2 separate regions of the Gossypium hirsutum genome follow, and region 1 is linked to region 2. Evidence: chromatin contacts called from public Hi-C data. All regions are on one chromosome and are shown on one strand. Each heading gives the region's core, a stretch centred on a gene start, on an enhancer-like site or on the middle of the called end of the contact. The rest is flanking DNA. Distances are from core to core; before and after follow the strand shown. Region 1 holds the start of LOC107940031 (PGR5-like protein 1A, chloroplastic). Region 2 holds the start of LOC107938262 (cyclin-dependent protein kinase inhibitor SMR3).

Region 1 (5,209 bases), core at 2,316-4,815, 170 kb after region 2:
CAAAAAAAAATTGACAGTGTTAACAGTTAGACTTGAATTTAGAAATTTGAAAAGTAGATAGACTAAATGCGTAGAAATGGAAGTATAAGGACTAATTGGACCTTATGACATAATTTAACTTTCTTTTTCTATAATGTAAAAGCACACGCCAAGGTTGTTTGAACCGACCCGATCAATTGGAGCAGGAATTGGTCAGAGTTCTGGTCCAAAAAAGGATATTGAATCGGTTGACTCAGGAATTGGTACAAATCGGTAAAATTAGATTGTTGATCAATTTTTTATTTTTTATTTTTATAAATTTTTAATAATTTATTTAATCAAACCAATCAAGTCGAATACACCAAATGAATGACATGATGGATTAAACCACCTATCCGTTAAATTTATATCATTTTGTGCTAGTGTGATTATTAAGCAGCGCTAACCGCTATCACCACCCCTTTTCTAAGCACACCAATGTTGAAACCCATCTGAAACATAGAGCTAACCACTAACTCCAGGCCCAAACATATGTAACCTTTATCAACAATTGCAGTGAGTCATTTAGCCTTGCACACTCTTTCTAGCGTGCATTTGTAGGCTGCAAATGAGCCAATACAGGTAGGCACTTGAAAATTTATGATTATACTACTTTTTAGATTGGATATTTTTCCAAGGCCTGCTACCACTTTTCAGTAAGTTCACATTATTATTACAAGGAAGAGATTGGTTAACATGAGTTTTATGGTGATGTTACAAAATCTTATATCAGCAACTATCATTCCTAGCAAGAATATCGGGAAAATTTTGAATGATAGGAAAACTTATTTTGAAATACTAAGGTGATTACCATTTCATCATTCTCCTCAACCAATGGCTACAGATTAAAGAGTGATTGACCAGTATGATCAATCGGTAATCATTTGATCTAAGTGTAGGCAAAATCACTGAAAATCAGCCCTCATATTTGTTTCCATGTGGTTCAACGCATCAGATATATAGAAATTTTCCTCAGTGCACCAAAGATGTTGAATGATTCAAACAGTTTGTCATTTTCCCCAGCAGAAATTCCAGCATTGCTTTCTTTTGCATGATTTTCCAGTTTCTTTGTCTGCATGAATTGTACATACATGAAACTGAATGAACCGTGAAGCGTTAATGGAGAAACCATTGAATGGCAAATGTCCCTGCCGAACCCAATCCTGGTACATTGTTTTGATCTCTTTTCTTATATGGTTCTCACTGTTTTACTTGTATTCTTCATCTATGACATTTGGAAAGATGGGGGATAGTTTCTTAGGCAACAATCGAACCGGTTTTGTGGGTTCGTCCGAGTCTTCTATACATGATGTTGTTAAAGATGAAACAGGGAATGCTTCTTATGTTAATGATGTTAAGATTGAAGATAATGTGGGAAAGGCCATTTATGAAACGGAAAACGATAGGAAGCCTATTAAGTTTTACATCGACAGGGATATCGATTGGTTGATCGCTTCGTTGATGGCTGATGATAATGAAACCGAAACTTTCGAGACAATATCCGGTAAAATACTGGAAGAAGAGTTCAGAAATGTGAGGGATGAACGCCCCATTATCAGGGGCAGAAGGGAAAGCCAAGAGTAGCAAGAGACGAGGCAGGATTAAACCTGTTGAGGCTGTTGCTGCAGCCACTACCATACCCAAAAAAATAGAGCAAGTTGTTCCACAACCAAGAACACAAAATGTGGTAAAACCCCAAGAACCAAAACCACAAAATATCGTAAAACCGGAACCCTATCCATCGCCTTGTTTGGGTCGGTACATTTTTGTTCATGATATCCCTAGGAAATTTAACCAAGACTTGCTGGACAACTGCCAGTCGCTCAGTTCATGGACGGATATGTGTGAGTCTGCATTAAACCTTGGCCTAGGCCCCACTCTTCCGAGCAATGAAAAGCTTTATTCAAAAACTGGCTGGTTTTCGACGAACCAGTTCTTATTAGAAGTCATTTTCCACAACAGGATGAAGCAGTACCAGTGTTTAACTAATGATCCAATGGTGGCTTCAGCAATCTATGTTCCATATTATGCAGGCCTTGATGTTGGTCGTTACCTTTGGGATCCTATTGGTTATAGGAGAGACCATGATGCAATGGAGCTTGTCAAGTGGCTTGCGGGTAGACCTGAATGGAAAAAAATGTGGGGTCGAGACCATTTCTTGGTTGCTGGAAGAATCAATTGGGATTTCAGGAGGGACCTCAAGAATGTGTCTGATTGGGGCAATGGGCTTTTGAGTTACCCCGAATCAAAGAACATGACAATGCTGATAATCGAGTCGAGTCCTTGGAACAACAACGACTTCACGATTCCGTATCCCACTTATTTCCACCCTTCAAGAGATGATGATGTGTTCCAATGGCAGAACAGAATGAGAGAACTGAAGAGACGTTTCTTGTTCTCTTTTGCAGGTGCATGAAGGCCTAGTTGGGACGAGTGTATACGCAATGAAATTATCGACCAGTGACTAGTGTCAAGGAAGAGATGCAGGTTCCTAGAATGTGATCAAACCCAGAGTTGCTACAAGCCAGAAAGTTTGATGAAGTTGTTACAAAGCTCCATCTTTTGCCTACAACCTCCTGGGGATTCCTACACTAGGAGGTCAATATTTGATTCAATATTGGCAGGCTGCGTTCCAGTTTTCTTCCATCCAGGTTCTGCATATGTTCAATATTTATGGCATTTCCCCAAGGATTACACCAAATATTCTGCGCTGATACCGGCCAGTGCGCGAGGTCAACATTGAACAACTGTTGCAAAGAATCCCAAGAGATAAAAGAGCAGCAAAGAGAGATGAGGTCATAAAGCTGATTCCAAATGTGATCTATGCAGATCCTGCTTCGAGATTGCAAACCATCGAAGATGCGTTCAATCTGACAGTTAAAGGAGTTCTTGACAGAGTTGAAACAATGAGGAACCAAATGAAAGATGGGAAAGAAGTGAATTCCGAATTTCCTGAGCAAGAGTCATGGAAGTATTTCACATTTGGGAAACTTGGAGGCTACGAATGGGATCCTTTCTTCTCAAGCAAACTTGGGAAACGGGGCACATGAATGTCGAAAGCATTTGGTGAAACTCGAAGAGCGTGCGTTCCCATGGATGTGATCCAGCTTTTCCTTTCAATGAAAAATGTTGAAGTGGGGGGAGATGTATTAGCATAAGAAACTAGGAGGAGGAACAACCATGAATCTTTTGTTTTGCTTATTGTAAATACTAGTGCCAATCTTTCTCTTAGAAAACCGCAATCTGGGAAAAAAAGTATCTCACGTAGCAAAAAGACTGAAGGCAAGGATTCATTTTTACCAATGCCCTCATGTTCTTGCAACTCACTCTCAATTAACCCAGAGACTATTTACATATAAACCCAATCACATTCCAAAAAGTGTAAACAAAAAAAGTTACCCATCTAAATACGAAAGGATTAAATGTCTATTATCTAAGCTATTTATTAAGTACCTGATTGTGTTAAAATACCATTGTATATATTAAGTTGACCTCGACAAAAGACTTAAGAGAATAAATAATTGGGAAGGGTTATTTAAGGTAAGTTAAAAAATGAAACTGGTGAATTGAGATAGAATGGAGTTATATGAAAGCCGGGTTTGGAGTGTGAAGCACATATTTGTAATTGGGATGGACAGAGACGGAAATTAAATCCAGAACCAATCACCAAAGAGGATCAGCCAACCAAGCAAGCAGATATTTACGCGCCCAAACACGATCACCATTCACAAATTCTCCTCAAAATCCCATCCCCATCACCATTTATAAACCCTAACTCCCTACCCTCCAAATCCCCCAATCATTTTTCGTGGTCGCAAAACCATTTCCAGATTCCAGTTTCCACACGCCTAATGTTCCCTTCCCTCCGTCACATTTAATATACCCGCCATGTCCCACTCCGTTAGACCTCACGTCGTCGGAGGTTCCGCCGTCGTTAAGCCACCCTTATCCCGGACCAAACCACCACCCTTCTCGGTTCGAGTCTCGGGTTTCTCCGCCAGCAATAGCCAGGGCTTCACCACCTCCGCCAAGGAGGAAGGGCCTTCTTGCATATTCGTTGGCCCTATCGAGACTGCCAGTCAAGAAACCTTAGAAGCTCTCTATCGCCAAGTAAGAGATTTTATTCACTAATTTCAACACCTAAGCTGTTTTTTAACTGAATTAATTAAAAATTGTTCTTGGAATCAAATGATCAGGCTCGGGATGCTTATTACAGTGGGGAGCCTTTGATAGTTGATGACATGTTTGATAGAGTAGAGGTAACTAACTTTGTTTAAACATTTAATCTTTTTATCAGTGAAAGTTTTTCTTTAATTTAATATTAATTGATATATGGTAAATGTAATTGCTTTTTATATGCAGTTAAAACTACGTTGGTATGGTTCGAAATCCGTTGTTAAGTACCCTCGTTGCAGTATAAGAAGACATTCTACTTATGCAGATGCAGAGGTAATTCTCTTTAGAATCATCTATTTGTTTATATCTCGTTTTTTTCCTGGTTTTTATGTTCTGTTCAATGCTTTATCTTTGTCCCAAATCAACTGTTAATGTAGTAAAAAAGAAAACCCGTTTATGTTATGTTACACCCTGAATTGTTCAGCATATGCTTATAGCTGATGTGGTAAAGGTCTCGTATGGTACTTTTTCTATATGTTAAATGCGTCGCAAAAGATTGAGTTTTGATCCATTGTGTTGTTATGTTGTTTGGGAAATGGTGGGTAGGATCAGTGATATGTTCTCTTTGTTATTTGTATGTGTTCTGGTTGAATATTGAGCTGTTCTTGGATGTAGGGCAGGAAGATTTGTCTCAAGGTTTGGCGTTAGCAAGCATATGGATCCTTATTTTTGCATTTGGCTGTACGTTGTGTCTTGTGCCTATCATTTACACCATTAGTCTAGCGTATCAAGATCCATTCAGTTCTGGTGCGTCATACGACAGCCAAGCGGCCAACTTGGAGTTTCTTGCCACGGTTAATGGCATTCTCTTTATGGGCATTGGATCAGTGACTGGCTATCCACTTGCATCAGCTGCTGGTAAGACTTCTAACAATGTGATATTTATCTTGCTTTTGACTGATGCCTCAGAATTATACTAATTCATACTTTCTCCAGTTCGGGTGCTTCTAAGACTGTGGAGAAATGACTTGGTAGCTCTAAAGGGTGCATGCCCTAATTGTGGGGAGGAGGTGAA
Region 2 (5,494 bases), core at 2,953-5,452:
TTGCAATTATTAAGTGCCGGTAGCTTAAGACCTCACCTATGAAACAAAAACACCTAATAGCAGCACTTCACTCTTAAAATTATGGCAGAAAGCACCAAATCAGGCTCCACATGACAGCCCCAACCGCAGAGCTCGGATAGAGAAAAAGGTAACTACCAATGCTAGGACTTGAATCCCAAACTTGTTTGATGCTACCTCTTAAGAACCCACTCCGTTTACTTTTAGCAAATTTGTCAAAAACGTTTGTTTAATGGAGCAAGAGAAAGGGGAGATTTTACTGCCCTACCAAATAAAGAAATCATCTAATAGCACTATTCAATGTTGTTGTAAATTGGGTATTAGTTTACTACCCTACAAAAGAAGACAAGAAAAATCAACAAAAAGAAATGCATTTCTCCAGTAAACTAGCAAGCATGTTTGTGCAAGAAAAAACCAAAAAGGCTACAGTGGTAAAACAAAAACAAAAACCCAAGACAAGACCACAGAACTTGTACCAATCTAAGCAAAATTACAGCCAAAATATGTATAGTTTTTCCAGTGAGACTGAGTCACTCACTGACCTCTGTGTCTAAATCTGAAGAGGAATCTGTGGAGGAAGTTGGGGAACCAGTGAGTATAGTGTTGAATGATATTGATCCTGAGTAATCATGGTTTCTTCCAGGCAACCCAACTCTCACATTCAGGGGCTGCAATCCCAGGGGCCAACCTTCTTCCTGCTATCAAATAAAAAACCAATTTATCATATAACTGTACTAACATCAACAATATGACAAACAGCAAGTAGACACACACACATTAATATCATAGAGGAATTTAAAGAAGAAAAATAGACACCCCACAACTATTAAGAGACAACCCATGAGAGAATAACCAGAGAGAAGACAAGCATTACCTGATGAGCCATGTCACTGCTGAAGTACTTTGTGAGCGTGACTTGATTGATCTTTACGAAAAGTAGATATGAGATATATGAACCAAGAAAAGAAAAACCCTAAAAACTATAGATTAATAACCAACTTAAAGCAAGTAAAGTGAACTGGTTATAGATGTTCATATATATGGACTTTGAAGAACAACATTGGTTACATGTCAGAGAGAGAGAGGGAGACAGGGTGAAAGGACAAGAGTAAAAACAAGCTGAAGATAGTCAAAGAAAGGAAATAAAATGAGTAAAAGAGTCTTGTCATTTGGAAGCATTCTTTCACTTTGCTTTGCAAAAGAAAACAAAAACAAAATCATTATATACTTTGAATTAAATAAAAATTGTAATCAGAAGATAAAGGCTCCACGGGCAGTTCAGATGTTTGTCCTTGAAATTTTACTTAATATACCCAACTTGCATTTAACTATGTTCTTCATCACTGTAAGATGCTTGCCATTGATTATAAATGTTGTAAACTTGAAACTTTGTGACCAGCAAACAGAGCAAATTTTATCGGTATACGTTAAAACCACGAGTTCATATAAGTTTTATTTGTCAACTGGGTGCAAAAATATTGAGTAATTTGGTCATACAAGGAATTCATACAAAGGAGAATCCAAGAAAGTGGAAGGGTAAGGGGCCAAGTAGTCAACTTTTGCCTTGGTGGATGGCAATAACAAAGCACATACTAGAAGTCTTTGATTGTCCAAATCTCAATCAAGTATGTACCTTTTTCCCCTTGGTCTACAAAAACAGTAGTCTCAGCCCAAGTTTTCAAGTTTTAAGACCCCACAAGATATGGGTCTCAAGGAACCCAATTAAGTGCTGTTTTCATTATCTGCAATGTCATCAGACCATATCATTAATATGCAAGGGTCCCAAACTCAATGTCGGCTTTTATCATTGGGGCAAACCCACAAGTTGGCTAACCATTGTGAGAATCAACTAGGGATGGGTTACATGGGCTAGCCATGAAGTATTTAGCTGATGATCTAGCTTTGGTTAGCAAATGTCCTTCTGTTTTGGGCTAAGTATTGGGCTAATTAGACAATATTCCAAGGTCCATTCATTTATAGTTTGCAGGGAACACAATTTCTGACAGATTACCTGTCAGGAATTGCATGCTGCACATGTTATTAAAAAACCCTACGACAAAAAAGCTAGCAGTAGCACGCAGTAATTTACTATCCCTTTAAATCATTATTATCAGGTTGTTTCCAGGAAGATGATGAGCATGGCTGGCTATTTTTTACTTTGTATTCATTTTTCTAATACTCTAGTGGGGGAATATACATAGCTTCGTATGTCCTGTAAGAATGTTACTGTATTAACAACACCTTAGCTTGCAGGCTTTGCTTGTACCAAGTTTCACAGAACGGTACCCTCTTCATCTTTTCTTTTTTTTTTTCTGAAGAATGTAGAAATACTGATACATTTTGAAAAACTAAAGAAAACCCAAATGCCCCATTTTATAAATTCTTATGTGTATCGAATGCCAACATGTATATATGAAGTCCAAAATGTCAAATATATAGTAATAATATAGCATGAATGATTAAGCTCAATAAATATTAACATGAAAGTAGATACGTTGCAATTCCAAGAAATTACTTCCTTTCGGGAATGTACCTTTTTATTGTTGAAAACGAGATGATGATCATGTATTGTCATAAAGCAAAACATGAACTATCATTTTCAGTTCTTTATTAACTAAGAGCGAACATATATTTATATCAATTTTAATATTTTCTTTATTATTTAAATATATTTATATTATTCTTTGGATCACAATGTATACTGTGTTTTATTTATTTTTATACTTAGAAGGGAAAAAAACTACCTTGAATTTAGCGAAAGCATCTATTATTTACTGCCAGGATAATTTGTGATCAGAGAGAATATCCCACTTGAGTTTGCTCACCCAACTGGTAAAAACAAGAGTATGTTTGCTTCTCTTGGGAAAGTCAATGGCAACCCCATTTTCTCAACTCAAAATAAAGTCAATGCCACATTCTATCACAAAAGAAGACTCCATTTTCACTCCATTCAAAAGCTTTGACATAGAGAACCCAAAGTCTATGGGGAAAGCAGACAAAAAAGGAACCCCCAAGAATCCAAAGCTGAAACCCATGATGATTTTCTACTTCAACTTGATGAATCTTTATGTTTTTTAGACTGGGTTCTGTTAAAAACACCCAAAAACATGGGGAAAAAAAAGGAACATAAATTAACAGAAGCTAATGCGTTGAAATATTGAAGCTGAAAATAGCATTGATGAAGAGAGAAAAAGAAAAATGATTCTAAATTCTTCACAGAAATACATGATATCTATCTATATATTATAACATCAGTTGAAGTCACTTCCTTGTCTGACTTTCTTAATCTTGTTCCCTAGATCTGCAAGAAGAGCCGGAGGAAATAAAGACTCCATCTCTTTAGTGAAATCAAGCAGGATTCGACGGCCAAAGGCTTTTCGTTTGGGTGAAATGGGGAGAGATTTCGGTTTTCTTGGTGCAGGTGGGCACTTGAGGATGACAGGAATTTTATGGTCCGAAGAAGTTGGAGTCTTGAACCCATCGTTGTTTCTATCCTCCTCATCATCAACCTTTGGACATGGCAATTTTAACTCCAAAGGAGCCATCTTCAACGTCTTGCATTTGTCTTCTTGTTGATCTTGTCCTAGTCTTTCTTCTTTTTGCTGCTGAGGCTCATCATAATCGTCTTGGAAAGTCGTAATTTGACATTCATCTCCTTGTTGTAACACTAAAGGAGGGCGTCGTCTAACCAAGAAACTGATTTCCATGCTACTGGTTAGATCTTTCTCAGTGAGAAACATCTCTGAATTCGACACACCCATGAATTTAGCTCCCGTACATGAAGAAACCAAGCCCCGCCCCCCCCCTGGTCCCCCCAAAAAAAATCGTAAAGTCCAATCAAGAAAAATGAGCTCTAGGATCGAGATCAGAAAGATAGATGATCATATGCATTGAAAAAGACAACAAGTACAAGGTAGTTACCCTAAAACCCAACGCATGAAAAGCCTGGAAGAGAAGGAAGGAACAAAAGATGGGAAGGGGCGCTACTTCATCACATCACCATCTTTCTTGATTGTTTCTTTGGAATTTAGCTCTCTCTCTCTCTCTCTCTCTCTCTCTCAAGATGTTTGTGATGAAGAAAGCAAAACAGATATAGGCTTTGAAAACACCCTTTGGCGAAGGATCCAATGCAGCACCATATATAATCACACCCACACAAATCTTTCTCTTTCACATCCTATCTCTATATCTCTATATATAATAAATAAAAAGTCTCTTTCTAGCTTACCTGTTATTATTATTATTATTTATTTTTCTTGAGAGGGTGAAGTCACTTTTACTCTTACTAAAAGCTAGCGTCACCCATTAACTAACTATATACAAAACAAATCGCGTTTACTCGATCGCTTTTTTCCTCTTTGATGCATCAAACCACGTGGTTTACTACATGGACTCAAAGGAGAGATATGCCATTTGATATCAGTATTCAAATGTGTTTTTATTATTATATTTCCATGAATTTTCGTTGTTGTTTGTTTTGTAAGTAAAAGAAAATGTTATAATAATAATTTTTCATGTCCGAAAGAAGACATTGTTGGGGTGTCTGGTTTTAAGCCATGTACCCCATGTTGTGATCCACTCCTTGGACATTGGCTGCTGGTTTTTTGGATCTCTTACAAGAAGGGTTGCCAGGGATCAATGGGGGTTCTAAATGATTGTCAAAGCAAACCTGCAAAAAATATATATATTTCTCGAGCAATATCATTGCCATTCATTATTTTTTTCTTTTTTACTTTGCTTTCTTAATGGCCTGGCCTCATATACTAATCACGATTCATAATTGAACTATTGAAGCTCATAATTTTAAGATGCAGCAAGAGCATGATACTATGTATATATGTAGGAGATCCCAATTACAACATAAATCTGTTTCACAAAATTATATATAGATCAGAGATACAAATGGAGAAACCCAAAGTCAAACACGCACACATATATATGGGATATTATGAGGATATGAGTTAAGGTCACATACAAACCAGAGTTTTAGCATCGCCTCTCCAAAGAGGACTAGATATGGTAAAATATGGTAGAGAAGTGAAACAATATTCAAGAATGTGAAATGATTCTCCAAAAGCATAGAGACTGAGATCCAGGTATTGTATTTAATAAATTCAAGGCCTTTTTTGTTTCCCCCACATATTTTCCAATAGAACAGAAAGCTGCAGTGCATGTTTTCACATGGGTCCCATTGCAATACATTGGAAGGAATGCTTTTGATTTTAGGCTTAGGATTCCTGCACTGGAAACTGGATATGCTACACACTGAGATTTGATTTATATTTTGATTTTTTAACTAATGTATACTAGAATTCTATAACCACGCATTTATACATTAATAAACAAATGTAAATTTTAAAATTAATAATAATACAAATGCAATATTTTGAAATTAAAATAAAAATATAGATTAAATAGTAAGTAAATAAATTTAAATAGGTAAATGCATTTCAATTGTTTATCATGGCATTGTTAT

Evidence for each region. A called contact is a pair of places that touch in the nucleus more often than the background predicts.
Region 1: a Hi-C map of leaf shows a contact between it and region 2, with 1.8 times the contacts expected there. The contact joins the promoter of LOC107940031 here to the promoter of LOC107938262 in region 2. A contact is called at or near these places in 2 of 34 Hi-C or Micro-C datasets (both in leaf).

The regions. Positions count from the first base shown.
Region 1 is chrA07:17,422,547-17,427,755 of Gossypium_hirsutum_v2.1, forward strand. LOC107940031 (PGR5-like protein 1A, chloroplastic) reads left to right here and starts at 3,566. Exons shown (of 7, transcript XM_016873442.2): 1 at 3,566-4,128; 2 at 4,215-4,277; 3 at 4,381-4,467; 4 at 4,815-5,052; 5 at 5,131-5,204. The coding sequence starts at 3,907. It also overlaps the pseudogene LOC107940038.
Region 2 is chrA07:17,252,527-17,258,020 of Gossypium_hirsutum_v2.1, forward strand. LOC107938262 (cyclin-dependent protein kinase inhibitor SMR3) reads right to left here and starts at 4,203. Exons shown (of 2, transcript XM_016871354.2): 1 at 3,940-4,203; 2 at 3,146-3,823. The coding sequence starts at 3,779. The coding sequence ends at 3,270. LOC107938272 reads right to left here and starts at 1,416. Exons shown (of 3, transcript XM_016871368.2): 1 at 893-1,416; 2 at 561-716. The coding sequence starts at 904.